2 separate regions of the Mus musculus genome follow, and region 2 is linked to region 1. A link is a contact called in public ChIA-PET data. All regions are on one chromosome and are shown on one strand. Each heading gives the region's core, a stretch centred on a gene start, on an enhancer-like site or on the middle of the called end of the contact. The rest is flanking DNA. Distances are from core to core; before and after follow the strand shown.

Region 1 (3,841 bases), core at 572-3,071:
TATTTTCATGTGCCCTGAGACACACGCCTATGTCGCTTATCCAAGAAACTAGGGAAGACCAAGCAATCGGGTAAACCTGACTAGAAATGGAGACCAGAGAGGTAATGGGTCCCGATGCTTTGTCAGGAAAATGAAGACACATGTGTGCCGTAGTCGAGTGTGACCCCAGCAGCCGAGGCTTCACAATCAGGGTTAGCGTTAGGGCTAGAGGTTGTTCTCAGGACATCCTGGGTGCTCACTCTCACTGAGTATGGCTAGGAACTCGCAAGATGCTGCTCATACTGCTGTCAATACTTCTTTAACCACACCTCCCTCCTCCAGCCACGCCCTCTTCAGCACCGTTCTCTTGGAAGAGAATTCACTCACAATATGCATCTTCTGCAGCACTTTATGCTCGGAGGGATTCTTAGTATACTTAATACCTCCACCTCCACCTCCACCATGGGCACGTGTATCTTCCATGAGATAGCCAGCACCTGGGGCAGAAGTGGAACTAGGCATCTGCAGCCTGCCTTCCTAGTCACTTATTTTCTCTCCTACACTTCCAGGGTTTCTCTCCCCACTGCAACCATATTCAGAAACATCCCCTAGGTGTTTCCTGCACACTCCTTGGTGGGCCTCACACAGTAGCCGGTGGCACACAGATTACTTAGAAACAGGCTGCTGCTCTCTGTCAGCTTCTAACTGCAGGGGGTCCAAGGTGGCCTCAGAATGAGTGCTCTTTTGGAAGAAGTTCCGGGCTAATGCTGCTGCTGCCACCGATCTCGGTGGCCGCACTTTGAGATCAGCTGACCTCTATGTAGCTGTGTTCCAACTCCCCCCACTGCACCTCCTGTCCTCTATGTAAGAGTAACGGATTCCTCTCAGTCACCATTATTTGCCTGAGGTCTGGAATAGTGCCTCATGAGTGGGTTAATATGTACCAGTTAGATAAATAACGATAATCTCGTTATAATTTTATTATTATCATTATTAATGTTTTGGGTGTTTTGCCTGTATGCATATCGGTGTATCCTCTATGTGCCTGGTGCCTGCAGAAGCCAGAAAGAGGAAATGGATCCCCTGGAAGCAAAGTCACAGACAACTGATTGCTGCCATTTAGGTGCTGGAAATCAAACCCCGGTCTTCTGGAGGCGCGATCGGTGCCTCTAACCACTAGCTATCTCTTTAGCCCCGGTACCTATTATTCCTTCAGCATATATGTGTGTTTCCCACTAATGTCTATCTCACTCGGTATACCCACACACAACGCATTCAAGGACACTCCAACTCACATGCTCCCAAATGGTCTTTATTATGGTGTGTGTTGTGTTTGTGTGGGTGCATGTTTCTATGCGGCAGAGAGAGCACACACTCGTGTGGTGGGCAGAGAACAACCTCGAGGTGTCAGTTCTCATACCATTCATTAGGTTTGTGTGTCAAGCATTTAGACACTGAAAATGTTAACAAACAAACAAACAAAACAAAAACAACTCCCCCACCAAAACCTTGCTTGATTCAATACACTTTTCAGTGGAAAGATGGAAAGGAAGGAAGGAAAAGGAAGGAAGGAAGGAAGGATACCTATGCTGAAGTTTTCCTGGTAAAGTAATGACTCACTCTTAATATATTTTTTTTTTTATTAGAATCAGGACATATAGGTAAATGTTCAGCTGAGGAAAACAACTCAAGTTCCTAAGTCATTCATACGCTGGCTCTGCTAATGAGCCGGTTATCACATGTTTAACTCACAGGTTAAATTTAAAAACCTGACAGAGACCGCATGACTGGCTCCCAGCCGAGTCAGTTGTTTTTGTAGCAAGCTTGGCAGAGATGAGTCTGAGCCTTTAGTTATAACCACTAGACCATACTGGTTTCCAGTTGAGGAGGAAGCCGGTGACTCAGAATGAAAGGGACCCTGCCAAATACGTGATACAATTGTCTTCAAATCACTACATCAAAGTAACAAAGTCACTTTGCACCCTCAGACCTGCAGTAGAAAAGAGCTTCACACGGTTTAATAGCCATGCGTTACACGTGATGAAAGAGCCCAGAAGGAATGTCTGCCTTGAAACCAGGAGCAATGGATGATTTACGTATTAGCAACAAGTGAACACACAGACTGGGATTTCCTTCTCATTCCAGAGCAAATGACACTAATAAGAACTGTACAGTAGCGGGGTGGGTGGTGGCAGTACAAGCCTTTGGCCCCAGAACTTGGGAGACAGAGGCAGGCAGATCTCTAGATCAAGTTCCAAGGCAGCCAGGGCTACACAGAAAAACCCTGTCTCACAAAACAAAACAAAACAACAACAAAACAAACAAACAAACAAATCTAGCAAAGGAATGGAAGCTTTTGGGCGGCAAGATGAATCACAGCAGGTAAGAGCACTGACTGCTCTTCCAAAGGTCCTAGTTCAGATCCTAGCAACCACATGGTGGCTCACAACCACCCGAAATGAGATCTGACGCCCTCTTCTGGTGTGTCTGAAGTCAGTGTCAGGGTACTTATGTATAATAATTAAATGTTTGGGCCAGAGTGAAGCTGACCAGAGCGAGCAGAGGTCCTTCCTAAAAATTCTCAACAATTCCCAACAACCACATGAAGGCTCACAACCATCTGTGCAGCTACAGTGTACACACAAACATAAAATAAATAACTTTTAAAAAATGGAAGCTTTCAATAAACAGTATAAACTGTACGTAGTGCAACCTAAAAATGGAAGAAACATTATTCACCGAATTTTAGCCTGCAACCCCAGCCTTTGGGAGTCTGAGGCAGGACTCTAAGCGTGAAGCCAGACTGGGCTACATATTGAGACCAATAGTTTTAATATAAATCTTTAGTGAGCTGAGTGTAGATGCATATCTTCAATCCGAGCGAACACTCAGGAGCTCAGGCAGGCAGATGTGTGAGTTTGAGGCTGGCTTGGTCTACACAGCAAGTTCCAGGCTACACAATGAGATCCTGTCTCAAACAAAATGAAAAAATTCTTCAGATAGAAAACAAGAGTATGCTGGGGTATGGTGGCGCATGCCTTTAATCCCAGCACTTGGGAGGCAGAGGCAGGCGGATTTCTGAGTTCGAGGCCAGCCTGGTCTATAGAGTATGTTCCAGGACAGCCAGGGCTACTCAGAGAAACCCTGTCTCAAAAAAAACAAAACAAACAACAACAACAAAAAACTTACTGAATTAAAAAATCCGTATTTCCTAGCAGCACACACTGGGGTACGCAGTAGGTGCTCCATAAATGTGTGAGTTGGGGAGGATCACTTTGGAACTTTTAGCAGGGGTGGGAGTCGGGTGGGAGAATCAAGATGGAGAAACACGGAAGTGATGTGACAGGGAAGTGACTAATCCTTTCCTAAAGCACTGGTCACCAGGCCTGCAGCCTCAGGACCACCAGGAAACTGGTTAGAGATGCAATTCTCAGAGACACTCGAAGACTCAAGCTCTGGGGTGAGGGGAAAAAACCCTACCTTTGCTCACACTTTCCTAGCGTGCAAAATTTAACACCCACTGTAGTTAGGGGGTGTTTCTCAGCCTTACGTGGGTCTGCTGGCCTCAACACAGAGAACCATCAAGACCCACAAGAGCTTTGCTGTAGGTATTCATGTTTTCCATATTTGCAATGTAACAAGACAGCTTAAAGCTATGAGCTTCCCTACATGTTAATGTTTGTAACTTTTGTCATGAAAACCACAATTTTCTTGGGGGTGGGGGTGGGGTTTAAAATGACTGCTTTGCCAGCACAAACGTTTGAGCCTTGGGACCAAACAATGAAACTATCATTGTCTTTTTTTTTTATTATTACTTGCAAGCACTTTATTAATGGATCCATCTGTGAAACCCAGAAAAATA
Region 2 (3,940 bases), core at 631-3,130, 130 kb before region 1:
ATACTTTATTGAGAGGAAAAAGAAACAAAGCTCCAGGTGGATGAGACTGAATTTCGATCTCTGCAAAGAGACAACTTTTGAGCCCAAGAAGATGATTGAAGGCGTGGCCTACGAGGTCCGAATCTTTGCGGTCAACGCCATTGGCATCTCCAAGCCCAGTATGCCCTCCAAGCCCTTTGTTCCTTTGGGTGAGTCCAGAGAAATGCCTCTGCTGGAGACATCGCTACCCCAAATGGTTGCAGCTTTCCCTCTGACTTCTAAGCTGGGCTGGACCTGGAGCTTCTTAGAGTGGTAGGGTGGGGGATGAGAAACCAGACACGGTTAAGGGCAATATCGTAGGAACTGCAAACTGACTTTGGAGAAGTTGACCATCTTCAGAATGTAGGCCCTGGAATTCATTTCCAGAACTCCAGTGGCAGCTGTGGGTGGTTCCCATTGCCACTCCTGACTCTAAACATGAAGCTGAGGCCATGTGACTGCTGTCCATTCTCCTTCCTAAAGTATCATAGACTAAGCTACTTTTGATAATGAAGCCCTTTGCTTTATAACTGCATCTTACTTAGTTTATGACTGTATCTTAAGTTTATCTAGGAAGCATCCACAAAATGTTCAAGGAAGTCAAATGAAAGATAAGCTGCCTCCACTATTTTACTGTATTAAAGTGTTTCTTAAGAAATGGGAAATTCATCTGGGCATAGTGGTGCATACCTTTAATTCCAGCATTTAGGAGATTGAGGTATATGGGTCTCTGAGAGTTCAAGGCCAGCCTGGTCTACAAAGTGAGTTTCAGGACAGCCAGAGCTGTTATACAGAGAAACCCCTGGCTTCACCTATCACCCCACCCCCCGAAAAAAGAAAAAAGAAAGAAATGGGAAATTCAGTACAAGAGTGTGCTTTAAAAGTCCAAGTCTAAGGGCTGGGAAAACGGCTCAGTGATTAAGAGCAGGTGTTGCTCTTGCCGAGAACCTGAGTCTGACCCAGCATCCACGTGGGACAAGCTCACAGTTGTCTGTAACTCTAGCTCTGGGGGATCTGACAATTCTTTTGAATGCCAGACACCTGCATGTATGTGTCCATAACCCCTCCCACATATATACACATAATTTGAAATGATAAATATTTAAAATTATAGGCCTATGGGAGTTTTACTCTAGATCATTAGATCCCCGAAATTAATTTTTCTAAGTCTCCTTGGCTGCCCAGCCTCTCATACAAACATTTCAAACTGGAGAAAGAGTGTGGCAGTCTTTCCAAGACTCTTGTCAATCAAACATTTGGCTTACACGTGGCCAGGCTCCGGGCATTCTCAATGGGTACTGGTAAGACCCAGAGCTTCCACAGGTCTTATTAGGGGTGTCCCAGTTGTCTTATCACAGGTGGCCTGTCGTGACTCCATACTCATGGCTGCATCTTCTGACTTCCATCTTTTTAGCTGTGACCAGCCCTCCTACTCTTCTGGCTGTCGACTCCGTGACTGACTCGTCTGTGACGATGAAGTGGAGGCCCCCAGATCAGATTGGCGCAGCAGGTTTAGATGGCTATGTGCTAGAGTATTGCTTTGAAGGAAGTAAGTACACCTAGATGTTACAGTGAATACCGTCAGCGCTAGGTGAGATATGCCTCCCTTTCTTTTGTCTTACTTGGGAAATCATCGCTTTCTTGTGGAAAATGACACCAAGCCAAAGGTCATCTTTCTAAGATGTAGGTGAATATAAATTTCCTCTAGTATTCAACGCTACAAATGTAGATGCTAAAACAGAAAAAAAAAAAATTCTTAATTAGGCTGTAAAGCCAGTCATCACCACTGTGCTGGCATAGGACAACGGTCCTTTGGCAAAATTTCGGGGACATCCATTTCTAGATTGGGTGCAGCTCCAGCATGCCACTGAGCAGTGGAAGTCTATTTATGGGCAAGCACAGGGGGAGAAACTGTGTATTTAGCCAACCAACAAGCATCTCCTTCCTTCTTAAAGAGAGGAATAATAAAAACAAGCTCTTACTTTTAAGGAAATATGATTAAATCCCAGAGAGAGTGATGCGTTCAGCATGTGGCAGTAACTTATCTTAAGGCTTGAGAAAATGAAAATTAAATTTTGGAGGAAAAAGAAAAGAGCCCAAAGAACACCCCACCCCATCCCCCGATTAAACTAAAAGAGAGAAAAAGAAAATGTCACAGGAAACCAAAACCAAAAAGGTGTGACATTCACTCATTGCCTAGTGTTTTTATTTCCTGCTTACCATGACCATAAGAAAATGACATTTGAGGGCTGGTGAGATGGCTCAGTGGGTAAGAGCACCCGACTGCTCTTCCGAAGGTCAGGAGTTCAAATCCCAGCAACCACATGGTGGCTCACAACCATCCATAACGAGATCTGACTCCCTCTTCTGGAGTGTCTGAGGGCAGCTACAGTGTACTTACATATAATAAATAAATCTTAAAAAAAAAAAAAAAGAAAAGAAAAAAGAAAATGACATTTGAAAAAGAATTATGGGTATAGCTGATTTGTAGAGCATTTGCTAAAGTGTGGTAGGCTCCGGGTTCTAGCCTAAATAGAGGGGAACAAAAGAAAAGAAAAGAGAGGAAAAGGGAAGTAAAAAGGAAGGAAGGAAGGAAGGAAGGAAGGAAGGAAGGAAGGAAGGAAGGAAGGAAGGAAGGAAGGAAGGGAGGACAATAGGGGTATAAGACAAACAGCCTGGCTCTAGACTTAGTCCTCTCTGGTTGACAGTAGGCCAACAGCTCCCCAAAGAAGCTTACTGAGGTCCCACAAAACAAAGACCAAGAATCAACCTCTAAAACCATTCTTTGTAACCCAAACTTTCACACTGAAGTTCCCCGTGAAGCAAAGAAACAATACATTTGGGAATCAAGAATGTAAACACTGATGGATGTCCCCGGAGGACAATCACTATGGACAAGAAACTTATGAAGAGGAACTGTTGAAATCCCAGTGTGCACCGTGGCCCTGGCAGAAGTGACAGCTGCCACTCAGGAAGAAGTGCAGATAGGGATGAAGCACCCTGTGCCTCCGGGTCTCTTTACTTCGATATGCTTCGATATGCTCTCTCCAAGCTTCCGAAGGCCCTTGATCCAAAACCAGCATGGGAAGTGGGGGGGGGGGGGGGGGGATGATAAAAGCAAAGCAAAAGGCCCAGTGTTAACACAGCCAGGGAAGTGGGTGTTGTGACTTATTCAACAAGAAAATCCTCCAGCCTTTCTGAGTATGGCTTATTTGCATCCCGCTGTCCTGGGTGATCCTGGGCGATGCATTCTGCTTTTCAGACAGCCCAGCCAGCAGGATCTCTTAACCTTATGTCATGAGGCCTCTGAACAACAGCCTTCTGTATGTGAATGAAACAGAGCAAATTCTTTACTCTTTTCTTTCTGATAGGTTTAAAACGTAAGAAGATACAGCAAAATGATAGATGGCTGTCATTTTGATGTTACCCACCTTAGATAAAATACAACGAACTGTATTTTACGTCATCTGTGTGTGGTCTGTGTAGATATATATGTATACGAGGATATACATATGTATATGTACACGGTCATTATGTATATATTTGCCACATAACATGTCGGAGTTAGCTTTCTATGGAAACTCTTTCATAACGCGTATCTTTCTCCTTGTCTTTCCTTGTTTTCTCAATGTGGCTGCCTGATTCTTCATTCTCTTTTAATGGCTGCTATTCTCCAGAACTAATTTTCTCAAGTGTTTAATGCTTTTGGATATGTCAGGTTTATTCTAAAAAAAAGAAGTCTTCTATATAAGGTTGTGTGCATTTTTTAAATTATCATTCTGTCTTTTCTATTTTATTTTTAATGCCTGAAGCATTTCATTCCTATTTTTTTCCTTCATTTCAGTTCATCCTCTTCTTAAAATACACCTCATGCATTAGTAAACAGCTTCCATATCCCCTCCCCCACCCTCAGGCATCCTTC

What was found. ChIA-PET counts read pairs in DNA pulled down with a chosen protein or histone mark.
Region 2: a contact with region 1 is called in an RNA polymerase II ChIA-PET map of effector CD8 T cells, with 7 read pairs. The contact joins two enhancer-like sites. A contact is called at or near these places in 1 of 115 datasets of contacts at active chromatin or transcription factors (effector CD8 T cells) and 3 of 9 other capture datasets (adipose tissue, liver and pancreatic islet).

The regions. Positions count from the first base shown.
Region 1 is chr10:88,403,976-88,407,816 of GRCm38.p6, reverse strand. All of the region lies in intron 2 of Gnptab (N-acetylglucosamine-1-phosphate transferase, alpha and beta subunits), which reads right to left. Among named protein-coding and RNA genes, the nearest start is that of Gnptab, 27 kb to the right of the region's middle. Within about 2 kb of position 1,821, at least 52 of the 459 cell types and tissues checked have an H3K27ac peak or open chromatin away from gene starts, as enhancers often do. A contact at or near this core is called in effector CD8 T cells, where this site is marked.
Region 2 is chr10:88,538,576-88,542,515 of GRCm38.p6, reverse strand. Mybpc1 (myosin binding protein C, slow-type) reads left to right here. Exons shown (of 29, transcript NM_175418.5): 19 at 1-188; 20 at 1,433-1,567. Among named protein-coding and RNA genes, the nearest start is that of Chpt1, 37 kb to the right of the region's middle. Within about 2 kb of position 1,880, at least 10 of the 459 cell types and tissues checked have an H3K27ac peak or open chromatin away from gene starts, as enhancers often do. A contact at or near this core is called in effector CD8 T cells, where this site is marked.